Linked DNA regions of Zea mays: region 2 is linked to region 1. The links are chromatin contacts, called in public Hi-C maps. All regions are on one chromosome and are shown on one strand. The core of a region is the stretch at or near the end of the contact, and the rest is flanking DNA. Distances in the headings are between cores, read along the strand shown.

Region 1 (6,506 bases), core at 2,222-4,721:
CCAAACAATAGTTATTATTTGTTGTCGCGGCGAGCCGCGGAAATCATTATTTATTCGATGCTCAAGAATCCAAATAACCACACCCACAACAAGAAAAGACAACCCTGTAACACACCACATCCCCAATGTAAATGGCTGCAAGAATGCCCAAGAATTTGTTATATGCTTTTTTATTGGAGACAAGATAACCAGGCCTGACTCAATGAAGGGCTGGGTGAAATCAACAGCTTTAGTTCGGCTCATTGTAATTACGATATCCCCTATTGCTGCATCAAAATCCTGCAGAATAAGTTTACTCTTATCACTACTATACATGATGAAATGTGGAGGGAAAAAATGCATGTCCACACTTACATTGTCAGCAACCATCTGCACAAGTTGGCTATAATGAGGGTTTTCAGTACCATTGCCAAAAGGTATAAACCTGTATGTAACTGGATAAGGAAGCAATGCCAATGCTTGAGTGAAGACATCGATGCAATAGCCCTTCATTGACCCAGTAGCATTATCTTTGCTAACAAAGTCTTTAAAGCTAAATCTGTTAGGGACACCAATTTTCAACTCCTTGGCATTGGAAGGAAAAGCCCAACCTCGAGGCCTCTGTGCAGTCTCACCAGGCCAAATGACATCATAGAGTTGTTGGTTGGCAAGCGAAGTATTAGGAGGCTTCGAATATAGGTCTTCAGGAAGGACGGTCGATAGCAATCTTGTATAGTTTGACCAAAAACCAATGGTCCGCATGCCGTTGCCAATTATGCTTATGATATCATAGGCAGGATGAATGAGTTCAAACTGAGCATTAAATTGCACTTGGCCAGACACCCCAGTGAAGTTCACATTTCTAATCTTATTCAGTAATTTGTTTCCCATGTCAAAAACACTCATGGCTTCAAGGTGAAGAGTTCCCCCGGTTTCGTCACGCAGCCTTGAGTCATTTGTAAAGGAAATCCTCCCACCATCATCAAAGAAGGCATCCAGGGCCCGAGCTACAGTCCACACACTATCATAAACATAAAAACCGTAAGCACTGGTGCGGAGATCGCTGTGGTTGTATTTCTTGCTTAAGCTGCTCCACTTGGACACCAGATTACTCTTCACCTTTGATTTAGGGGTGTGTGGACGTACAGTCAGAACACCTTGCATGCCATTTATAGTTTCAGCAGATACCGATGAATTAGCATCAAGATAAGCAGAAAGCCAATCAGTAGCAATCCATACATAGCCGTTGCCCATCATGTTTAGTCCATTAGCAAGTGACAGAAGCTTGAGTCCAGGTTCCGAACCAGTATGGAGAATAATAACACGAGACTCCATATTACTAACAGTAACCAACAGATTCAGAAGATCACTTTTTTTAGCATTGGAACGGAACCCAATCTTGAATGAAATTTTGCAGCGTCTTGCAGTAAGTTCATCATCCAAAGCAGCAATGCCGTTTCGGCCATAATCATCATCAACGTATATGGCAGTGACTATCTTCCATTGGTAGTAATCAATAACTGCCGCCACAGCTGCCATTTGGTAGAGATCGCTGGGCATAGTCCGCACGAAGAACGGGAACTGGATTGATGACAGAGTTGCATCCGATGCAAAGGACATCAAAGGAACTTGGAGCTCATTTGCGACATACGAAATGATATGTGCAATAGGAGAGCATTGTGGCCCAATGATCGCAATAACATCAGTCTCCATGAACTGCAAAGCTGAAGAAAGAAATATTGTATCGTCATCACAAGTATAATAAAATGGAAGCACAGAGTATTGAACACTGGAAAAAAGGGGAGGGGTACGGTGTTAAAGATAGTCTACCTTGAACCATGCCAAGAAAACCGTCGTCGCAGTTTGTATCCCTCGTTTGAACATGTAACGTTGTTCCATTTAGAACTGTGGGGTCTGAGTTGATATCCTCCACTGCTGCACGGATGGCAACATCTGAAACACCTCCAGTGGTGGAGTTCAACCGAAGAATCGACCCAATATTCACGACCGAAGGCCTTGCGGCTAAGCTTTTGCCGATCCCATTAGGGAGGAGAAACAGGGAGAGAACCAACAGCACGAGAAAAGCTATCCTCATTTTGGCCAAAATGTTACAGAGGCTGCTACGAACTTATGCAGAAGTTGGCAAATTATCGATGTGTGTGCGAGCCCTATCGGAAGAGAAAAACATAGAGCCACCTTCTTATCAGGGTGAACATGTGCAAGAGAACGAATACATAGGGTGGTTACTTGTAAAGCGAAATGAAAACAATAAGAGAGAAGGAGATGAACAAGCATAGACAGCAAGAAGCAAATATAGGAATAACATGAACATAATGAACCAAACGTTTTAAATAAAAGCAACTTGGTGATTACACCAGATATATCATGAACGGGAAAAGAAAGAACTCACATCTAATATGGTACAAAATGGTTTGATAGACACCAATCATGACATCCACTTCTCCTATTTCCAGAAGGAAGAGAAAGAGAAGGCGCAAAGCGTAATCCCAGCACCGATCGACCCCCCAGCAATTGAAGCTTGAAAATGGGTCATGGGTTCTTCTGGCAGTCAACATCCAGAACCTAACTTTGCTCGTATGGCCCTATCCCACAACCAAGATGCAATGCAACGTGTGGTCCAGATTGAAGCTGGACATTCAGACCATGGCACTCTGCAAGGTATCGATTCCATTCCTTGTGTCGATCAGACAAAAAAAAAAATCCACGGTCCACGCTACTATGATGATGAGGTTGGCCGGGTATTGCCGAGCGCGGTTGCCACGACCCACGAAGTGCTACGCTTCCTTCCATACACACACTAGCTGTACGCTCCAGCGAACTCTCAGGGAGGGAGGGAGGGGGCTTGGCGAAAGAAGTGCAGCGATGCCTAGCCTGAATCGTCCATGCGGTTCGTGCTCGTTTTACTGTTTTAGCGAGTGAGGGTGAGCAGGACGGGCCTGAATCGCAGATCTTCTGGCGAAATCCGTCGCTGGGTGCTGGCAAATGTTGGTACCGCCAGGACTAGGAGACGGGGAAGCAGCAGCTGCCGCCTGCCGGGAGGCAGAGGATGAACAGGGATGCGCAGCGCAGGAACTAGCTAGTAGGTAGTCCAAGAGGGCGACTTTGACTTTTTGCTCCGAATCGCTGCGGCCATTGGCAGCTGGGGACGCGGGGATTTGCTCGGCTGGCTCCAGGAGCGGAATGGTGGAGAGGAGAGGAGGTTGTGCTAGTTCGGAAACAGCATGAGGAGGAGAGAAGAGGACTTACGTCAGGTCGGGGTCGGCGTTGGTGCTCGTGCTCGTGCTCCCCTCGGAAAAGAGGAAATCTTGGTCGTCTCCGACCGTGGGAGCGTGCCGCGGCTTGTCGACACCCCAGGAAGAGGAGGACGAGGAGTAGGCGGCGGCGGCCTTCCCTGAAGCTCATTTCGTCAGGCCATTTTATCTTGGAGGTGAGCTGCCTGTATTATACTATTATTGTTGGAAAAGACAGAGGAGGGAGATGAGATGGATGGGGGGGGACTGTATACATGGAGGCAGCTGGGCCCCACACGATTAACGATGGCCGTACGTGGTGTACCACGTCAGCCGTGAGCCCATCGAGATCGTTCATTAGTCAAGAACAAGCAGGATTAGGTGTGATTCCATGATGAGAAGGAGCCTAATTTGTCTACCACAAGTTCTACCCTCTATGTTGACTTGGGTCAATAGTGAGGACTTAATTATAATATAAATTATACACACACGCTCAGTCTCTCTGTCCCAAAAATATTCTACCTCCGATCTTTTTTATTTGTCATTTGTTAGTGTAAAATTTAACTATCCGGCGTCAGATATATAAGATTGAAGGGAGTATTATATAAAACTCGCTTCTAGACAACGAGTGCAATTCAGTCTCAAACTCTTTCTGATCTTGGTTGGTTGCTAGTCAGGGCGAAGAAAGAAATACATGCAATGCCAATACTAGTCAGGGTTAACAAAATATGAGTAATATAACAGCTAATGCTAACAGCCCATATTTGATTTTTATCATTTTCGGAATATACTATACGTACATACACATGCAAATAAACGTGGTCCACGACCACGAGTAGTATGATACACATCATTGTCACTCAGGTCTACCTCTATCGTTCACCTTTCTCCTCTATCTTCCATGCATGTTACGACGACACTGTACGTTCTCTCCAGTTTCCATTTCATAATTCTTTCTCTTCTCTATATAAGAATGACCACTACTCTTAATGTACGATGGTAATATCAACGGATCGACAGTAAGAATATTAGTCTAGATCTATATTATCATAAGTTAATATCGTGTGTTGTTCATATATACATCTTGCTATATCAAACCTTCGTTCTAGAGGTTGTGTCGCTTCAGATTAAAGACAACTATTTAGACTGTTGCAAGTGTAATCTATAGATATAAAACACTGTAAAAATAATAGAAAATGTTATAAATTAAAGCCAAACAAATTATCTGTAATTTATAATCCGTTTGAATTTTTTACATAAGATTTGACCGGCTCGTCATATTAAAAAAAATATCATAACTATCATCAATTTTTACTATGATATCTTTAACATATAATATACTTAAAATATAGATTTGAATTATTCATTTTATCGCAATAAAATGAATAAGCCAAGCCGGTAAAATTTGATTCACAAAAGTTAAGCGTATTATAAATTGAGACAAAAGGAATATAATTTATTGAAGATGGAAGTAACTCCTCCTGAGAGTAGAAAAAATGCACAAGGGCAAGACAGACAATTGGATCTCGGTATTTGCTCTCCTGAATAAATAGATTCCAATTCGAAGCCATAAACGACGACATCGACAATGTTTTTATAAACTTATTAAACAAGACGCTTTTACACGTAGGAAATGTAGAATAAAGAACAAATAAAGGAAGGACGCTGAAGAAATAAAACTGACCCTTAGTAGCAATCTGTGAGCAGCTGTCGAGATCAGAGACGAATATGCATGCCTCTCTTTTTTATTACTTAAGGAACAGGAAAAGAGCATTTTTATTGCTTAAGGAACAGGAAAAGAGCAAGTAAAGACGCGGCGGTGCATGTGAAACCAGACACGAATATGCATCTGAATCTGATGCTGCCCGACCGAGAATTCTTTTGCATGCGTGCTTGTGACTGTGAGAAGAATATGTATGAAGTCACTCACCCAGTTAATTAAGCCCGAAATGATATCATACAATCTTGCATGCATTTTCATATACACATGTAGATTCTTGCTTCGTTGCCAAGAACTATAGTAACTAACGTGCGTGTCGTTGCCAAGAACATATTCTTCTCATTTGTTCAGGAGGAGAAGAAAAAAGAAGACAATTATCCTAAAGTAGTCTAAGCCATCAGCCCGATCTGGGTTCGCCACCGACCTTCATAAAACTGGGAAACAATTTACCCCCAACTAAGGCCTTGTTCGGTTAATCCCGTTACCCATGGATTGGATGAGATTGAAAAAATTTAAGAAGAAATTTGACTTGCTTAGGGCTTGTTCGGTTAGCTCTCAATCCATGTAGATTGAGTGGGATTGGGTGGGTTTAAATCCCAAACAAGTCAAATTTCTTCACAATTTTTTTCCAATCCAATCCAATCCATAGATAACGGGATTAACCGAACAAAGCCTTAGGATTTAAACTCATCCAATCTCACTCAATCCACATGGATTGAGAGCTAACCGAACAAACCCTAACAATTATGTGTCGTGACTACATAATTAAGCACGGCGGTAAAAATATAGTCCATAATGAAATTCTTGCCTGCAAAGAAGCAAAGTAAGCATGGCATGAATGCGTCGCGGCGGGCCCAGTCAGGGTTCTGGCGACTGGTGAGAGAATTCCTTAACGAGCCAAATAAATGATCCGCAAAGGAAAACAAACAAACAAAAAACTAGTATCATGTTGAACCATTTTCTAAGTTATCAAGTAAGTATTAGAGAGGGCAACAAGCCCGTTTAGCTAGCTAGCTGCAAGACGACCTTACACGAAAAATGTCTCCCTGTCCTCTTTTTTACCTCCCGGAACTAAATCATGCTAGTCCACCTTTTTGCTGGCTTTGGAACCATCACCATCTTGCTCTCCTTCTGCACCGCCTTCCTCCGCCTCAGCTTTTGACTCGTCGAACTCCAGCAGCTGCATTTGTAAGAAACGTGCTCACAACTCAGAAAGTCCTGAATTCTCATACATATTTTTTTATAGCATGCTTACCCTTTTTTTGGGGGTGGGAAACAGGAAGGATCATAAAACTTTGCAAAGCACACCTCGCCCCCACCCACCCGTACAAAAAATAAAGATGATAAAAATGAAACAGATGACCAGGAGATGGAACTACAGATCGCCATCAAGGCATCAACGTTCTTGAGTTCAATCATCAAACAAGTGCATAAAGACAAATCTTTTTCTCTGGAACGGTAGCTGCAGTAAGTATTCAGAATCTGACCTGTTTCACTTCTCCGTACCAGAGACAGTGTACGGCGACGAATCCGATCACACCTGGAACGAGATACAG
Region 2 (6,506 bases), core at 2,148-4,647, 260 kb after region 1:
GGGTGTGGTGCGTCTGTTGGTATGTTGTTTGCGGCGTGTGTGTGCGCGTGTGTTGTACCTTCTTCTATCTATCTATTAATGGAATGATACGCAGATCTCCTGCGTGTTCGAGAAAAAAAAAAATCTTCACCAGAGCAGACTACTGATGTTGATGGAAGTACCACTGGTGATGTCACCTTCTAAGTATAACTTGGGTAACCTTATTACCTCTTCCTCTTACTCCAAATGCTGGTTCGGTGTTATCCATGTTCTCAGCATTAACCTCTTAAAGTTCTGAAAAGACAAGGATGAATGCACACTGCACTTCCTACTGCACTTCTTTTGAACCTATCATGCAATGTCCTTCTGCTTGGGTGTGAGCTTCAAAAACACACTGAAATCTACTAAGCTAGTAGTTCATCCAAAAGATTTGGTGTGTGCTCTGTTCTTTCTATCCAGCATAATTGGCTTCTAATTAGAGATAAACTCCAATACTAAGAACCTTCTGAGGAAGAAAAACAAGGCACTGAATGGTTACAGTTATGTTCTGTGTAATAATGGCTGTGTGGGAACCAGCATCCACCTTCCCTCTGAATGCAGTTTTGGCTAATCATGCTGGAACACAATTCCCATCCAATGTGATCTGAGTCTGCCACCTCTAGACATGATGATTGAAGCCAGGACAAACTTTGGTGATCTAATTTAAAGAGAAATAGATATTAAAGGTGGTTGGATTATTTGGACTACTCGCAATCAATAGCATTATCTTTGACAATGCTACCTGTAACTTCGATATTTGGAAAAGATGAAACAGGAGCTTAGCTTGGTGCGTCGAAGCGAAGCAGAGTAGAAGAGATCCCCTCACCCTTTGGGGCTTGTTCGGTTCTACCCCAATCCATATGGATTGAGAGGGATTGAGGGGGTTTCAATCCCTAGCAAGTCAAAATCCCTTCCAATCCATATGGATTGAAAATAACCGAACAAGCCCTTGGAGAGACACTACTCTTAGTTTCTGTTTTTTTTTCTTCTTTTTTCCTTTTGGGCCTGGATGTCTTGTATCTTCCTCTGTTATAATTTTGTACTTATGTAACTTTCTTCATTTTTATAGATATACATGATACTACTCTGTTATAGATATACCCAACCGGTGGCCTCGGATCTGGAGATTCTGCAGACACACATGAGTGTCTGCCACTGCCACCCCCCACTCCTGCTATCCCCCCTCCTCCTCCTGTACTGATACTACTTTGCTATGTCAGCAGCTCAGCTTAAGCCTGAACCTGAACCCGCTTGTGCTTGCTCATGCTGCCACCTAATCTGCCATTTCTCGCTGGGTTCCTGCTCCATCTGACCATCTATCTCGCTCTCCTTATCTGCATATAACAATTGCATCTCATCCTGGTGTGGCTCATGGCCATGGAGGCAATTGCATGCGACCTTTGCGTCGACTAAACCTGTTGTCAGTGAGGCTTAGCCTAAACCTAGCCACCAATCCACCTACTCCTGGCTTTGCAAAGCTGCAGATCCACCTTCTCTGCTGCTTTCGGCACAAGCAACGACACAGATTTGCAAGTGACACCAGCTGCAGCTGATCCTATAAGTTTCTTTGCTCATGACCTGGCAACACAACACTTGAGCAATTGTACGTGTAGAATCTCTACTGATTTTGGGCATTCCATACAGTTTCTTATTTTCTTTTTGAGAAAAGTCAGTTTTACATCTGCCAGCGATGGGCTTATTCTAGGATTGTTGCACTCCATTCATTTTTTTATAGGAAAGATAGTTGCACGTGTGATTGTTTAGAACCTAAATCAGTTTGATATGGAATGCAGTTTTGTTGGTTTGACGTTGTGGAAAAGGGTTAGCTTACTCTTTAGATAGTATTTGTTTTGTTGTACTGTTACACTTTCTTTTACTTATAAAAAACTTACTTAGATGGTTTCAAAATCTTAAAGCCATGCATAAGTTTTTTAAGATTCAAATACTATTTAGCTGCAAAGTGAACTTTTCTCTTTCATTCTTCGCTTTGAATAGTAGGCGCCATGACTTATGTTTTTTCATATCTATAACTATTAATTACAGATTATATTGATAGTGTCCGGCTTTCCTGCGCGCAGTACAGTCCCTTGTGTGGCTGAGCTATTATGTATATTGACTATGTATGAGGGAAAAATTGCAGATTGTTTTGGATTTTTATTTGGTTTGTGACTTCGTTGGTGTGATTCTGTGCCTCGAGCTAGTTTGTGACTTCGTTGGTGTGATTTTTATTATATGGACACTGCTGTGTGTGTTTAGATCGTACTGTTACTATCAAATTATTATAGTTGCACAAAGCTATGTTGTCTCGACATTAGTCTCTGTCTTTAGCCAGAGCAAGGCGCCCGAATTAGGCCCACTGCAACAAGTGGGAGCCCAAAATAACTGAAGATAAGCAGCCCGCCCAACCAAGCTGGCGAAAGGGAATCAGATCCGTCACGTACTCAGATAACAGTAAGCCCACTGCGAAATATTATACTCCATCTATTGCGGCCCATCACTGTCAAGTCCAGTGTTGACTCCACGCGCTCGCTGTTCGGCCGCCACACGTCTTTTGTGCATTCTGTGCCTCTCAGATCTGTAAGTCTTTCCAATTATGTAAACTTTTTTTTTATATATAAACAAAAAGAAAACATAGAACATAAAAGTGGCACGTATGCTGTTACATAAATCGGTTTCTATCTTTCTTACACGCGACTTTTACCTGTCGGATCTTGCATGTGTGGAGAAGTAGGTGAGGGTGTTTGCTGGCGATGCAGGCTCGTGCGAGACCGGCGCACGTAGATGTGGCAACCAATCAGACGATATGTCTACATATATCTCGTTTAGCACCGCTGCTAGAGGCTCTAGCTCCATGCACACAAGCATTATTATAGATTACTATGCAACGTTGTATCATGTACCTGTCGAATATATCAAAATAGAAATGCAAACTTGGCTAAGCCGAGGAGCCAGCATGCCTGCAGTAGCAAAAAATAATATATAGTTAAAATATTTTTATAATTTAGAATAATTAAAGTATTTCAATACCATTAGGTCACACCCATATTTTAGACACTATAGATAAGAGTTTTATCTCCAAAAACTATATCTGCTATCATACAACTCTTACTCATCTCTGTCCAATAATATAGTGTTATATCAACTATTTTAGTATAAAGCTCAAATGAAATTTCTACATGAAACTACAAGCGGGACCACACGGCACCAAACACAGAGCATCCATCCATCCCTGATCTTCACGTGGCCATATCCCACCACCAACCAACCCTCCACCAACTTCATCGCATCAAGGCCCCTGGCATCTCCCGAAAGTCCAAAGGGCCCCTCCCCCGCGCCTCCGCGGGGACCTTGTTAACAAACTGGGCCGCATCCAGGGGGCATTCTGCAAAGCACGAGCCCGGTTCGTTCTCGACCTTTCGTCTCGCTCTCGCCCGCCCGACCCCGCGGAGCCCTAGCCTAGCCTTGCCCCCGACCGCGGATTCCCCCTCGGCCGCCGCGCGCCCGCACCCGCACCCGCGATGATGAACTGCGCCGGAGGCGGAGACCCCGTGGAGGACTTCCTGATCTCCGGCGCCGTCGACGACGAAGATCTAGCCATCTTCTGCGACGGAGGGTACGGCGATGCCGACCGGAACAGTCCTTTCCCGTAGTATATATGTAGACTGCGTTTCTGTTTATGGCGCGGCGCACCTAGGTCGTTTTCGCTGCAGATTGCTTTTTGGGCTTGTTAGAAAAAATTGTGGGCGGTGGTAGACTAATTATTTGATTTGGCTGACGTATAGCGTCTAAAAACTATTCGCATATTATATTTCGTTTTTTTGTCAAAAGGAAAGGACGAAGGCTTATGCATCTGACAGTCGAGTCTGCAATCCTGTAACCTTTGATATCTGCATCTGAAGTTCAGATATTTGAGAGATTTGCAGTACTAGTTGGTTCGGGAACTAATACCTGTACGAAATGTTTTTACTGGTTCACCAACACACTTACTGCTGCTATGATCATGTACAAACTGTACCTTGAAGCAATTGGAGTTTGTTTGCTAGCTGGTATAACCTTTTCCGCTGATCAATCATGCATTATAGTATAATAATATATCGATTCAAGTGATTTGCATTATCATGATCATAGACATTTGATTCTTATCTTCTGACTGGAATGCAAGCATGAAGCAGCACAATGATTTATTAGATATTTGAGAAGCTATTCTGCACGTGCATTTCCTTTCCTGTTGTGGCATTTGTTCGGTACTTACTTTGCAATTGTAGCAGACTTGGGATTGAGGGTGTCAATGGAGATGCTTGTGGATTTGAGCAGTCTAATTTGGGCAAAAGGTATTGTTTCTTGTCGTAACTCTTCATTCTGATTGTGAAGTGCGTGCATGTGGGTGAACACTGTCAAGTTTCTATCCATCATGTGTGTCTATTTGGGCATCTTGTCCGTCCTTCTCATGGGGTTCAGGCCCCAAACAGGAAAACCTCTCTGGCTTTAAAGGTTTCTACAAGATGCCAACAAGTTTGTAAAACATCAAGTGTGTGCACATGCAATCAGATGATAGTGATTGTATAGCATATTGCTATGAATTATCTCCAATCAAATTTCAATTCCCATGTGATCTGGTGTGTTCATTTTCTTATGCTTGGCAATGGCATCACTAACACTATGAACATAGCATTCGGCTTGTACATGGTATTTCCTTATGTTCTGCTCTATAGTAATATAAATATCTGTTCTGTGCAGGGGTAGAGATGAACCATGTTCATCTGGTCTAAAATCCAAAGCTTGTCGTGAAAAAATGAGGAGGGACAAGCTGAATGACAGGTACTGCAAAATCAATGTTTAAAAGGCTGCTAGGCAACAAGGCAAGCTGGGTACGCCTGGACGCGTAGGCCACACCTTTGAAACACTGCTGCGAATATGTCCTATACCTCACAAGTTGTTGCTCAAAAGACAAGGAATGGTGAATGCACTTACTTGCACATATCTTAGTTCTCATCTGTTACTTTGATTTGCAGGTTCCTGGAATTAAGTTCGGTTATGAATCCTGGAAAACAAGCAAAGTTGGATAAAGCCAATATCTTGAGCGACGCAGCCCGTATGGTGGCACAACTTAGAGGTGAGGCAGAAAAGCTTAAAGAATCAAATGAGAAGCTGCGGGAGAATATCAAGGACCTGAAGGTATCTTCCCCATACACCCTACCTGACTTACAAATCTTTGTCTAGGATTTCAGATTCTTAGATGCCCTCCACATGCTTCTCAATGCCTTCTAAGGTTTTGTTGTTTCTTTAAAATGCATGATATTTTTTTGTCTTCTGCTTATGCACCAGAGTCCAAGGCTCCAAGTAGGCAAACCTACTGAACTCATAACCATGTCTGCAGCCATTGTTTGGTCCAATTTAGTTTCTAGACTAGACTAGATTGGCCATTTTTAAACATGCAAGTTTAGGCATGGACAGGACAGTGTAACCTCCCACGCATCTATAAGAAGCCTACTGTCCGACCAAATTTGTTTGTTCGAATTAAGGAAATGTTCTATTATTGTTTCAGGAGGAGAAGAATGAGCTCCGCGAAGAGAAAGTGAGGCTGAAGGTAGAGAAAGATAGGCTGGAGCAGCAAGTCAAAGCCATGAGTGTAGCTCCTACAGGATATGTTCCCCATCTCCCTCATCCAGCTTCATACCACCCGGCTGCATTTGCTCCATTTGTGCCGCCACAGCAAGCTGCAGGCAACAAAAGTGCTCCAATCCCTGCACCTTTCCCTGGGATGGCAATGTGGCAGTGGCTGCCTCCGACCATCGTGGACACAACTCAAGACCCAAAGCTCTGGCCGCCTAATGCTTAGGGGCAGCTAGCTGCCTTGGGGTGTTGACTCGCCAATCGCCATGCCGTTTCATGCATTGGGCGGCAGATCAGAGTATCAGTTAGTAGGTCCCTGGAGAGGAGGAATCAAGTTTCGCAACTCGCGTCATGTTTATGCTGTAACAGTTGCTTCCAGCAGTCGTCATCAACTTGCTTTGTTCTATTGAAGGGTGATGCATGTAATTAATATGTGGATCTTAACCCTCTAGCTGGCAAATGTGTCCTTTGCTGCCTTGTGCCCTTTGCCCCGTTCGTGAGTGGCCTGTGGAGGCCGTTCCTGTTCTTGGTGTCCGAGATTTTGCCATTAGCTTTGTGAGACACATACATAGCAGGAAAAGAATTCGATGAACTAAATCTTTAAACCGTCTCTATAACGCCAGCAAAAAAGATGCTTGGTAGAGGGGGGAAAATGGACCCAGGATAAGTATCTCTTAATTTCTGTCTCAAGTATATCATTGATTAGGAATAGTCAAATAATGGGGGAGATGTGTTTCTACGCCTCCTTCACAACATCTTGCACACATACAGAAAAAGAGCAAAGATTGGTAGCTGTCAACAAATTCTTTTTCTCCCTTCCCTGTGTTTTCCTCCCTGCAAATTTAGGATCAAAATGACATAACAACCGAACAAAC

The links. A called contact is a pair of places that touch in the nucleus more often than the background predicts.
Region 2: a contact with region 1 is called in a Hi-C map of ear, with 2.8 times the contacts expected there. The contact joins the promoter of LOC100274393 here to the promoter of LOC100275125 in region 1. A contact is called at or near these places in 5 of 25 Hi-C or Micro-C datasets (bundle sheath, ear, endosperm and 2 more).

Annotation. Positions count from the first base shown.
Region 1 is chr4:248,485,802-248,492,307 of Zm-B73-REFERENCE-NAM-5.0, forward strand. LOC100275125 reads right to left here and starts at 3,472. Exons shown (of 7, transcript NM_001349910.1): 1 at 3,247-3,472; 2 at 1,810-2,147; 3 at 355-1,703; 4 at 2-279. The coding sequence starts at 2,074. It overlaps LOC100272510, which reads right to left. Exons shown (of 12, transcript NM_001146979.1): 11 at 6,438-6,506; 12 at 5,782-6,130. The coding sequence ends at 6,032.
Region 2 is chr4:248,747,877-248,754,382 of Zm-B73-REFERENCE-NAM-5.0, forward strand. LOC100274393 reads left to right here and starts at 3,398. Exons shown (of 5, transcript NM_001360587.1): 1 at 3,398-3,631; 2 at 4,287-4,349; 3 at 4,756-4,836; 4 at 5,031-5,193; 5 at 5,564-6,122. The coding sequence starts at 3,537. The coding sequence ends at 5,857. LOC100284583 (WW domain-containing oxidoreductase) reads right to left here. Exons shown (of 8, transcript NM_001157478.2): 8 at 6,290-6,506. It also overlaps a transcript of LOC100384063 not described here.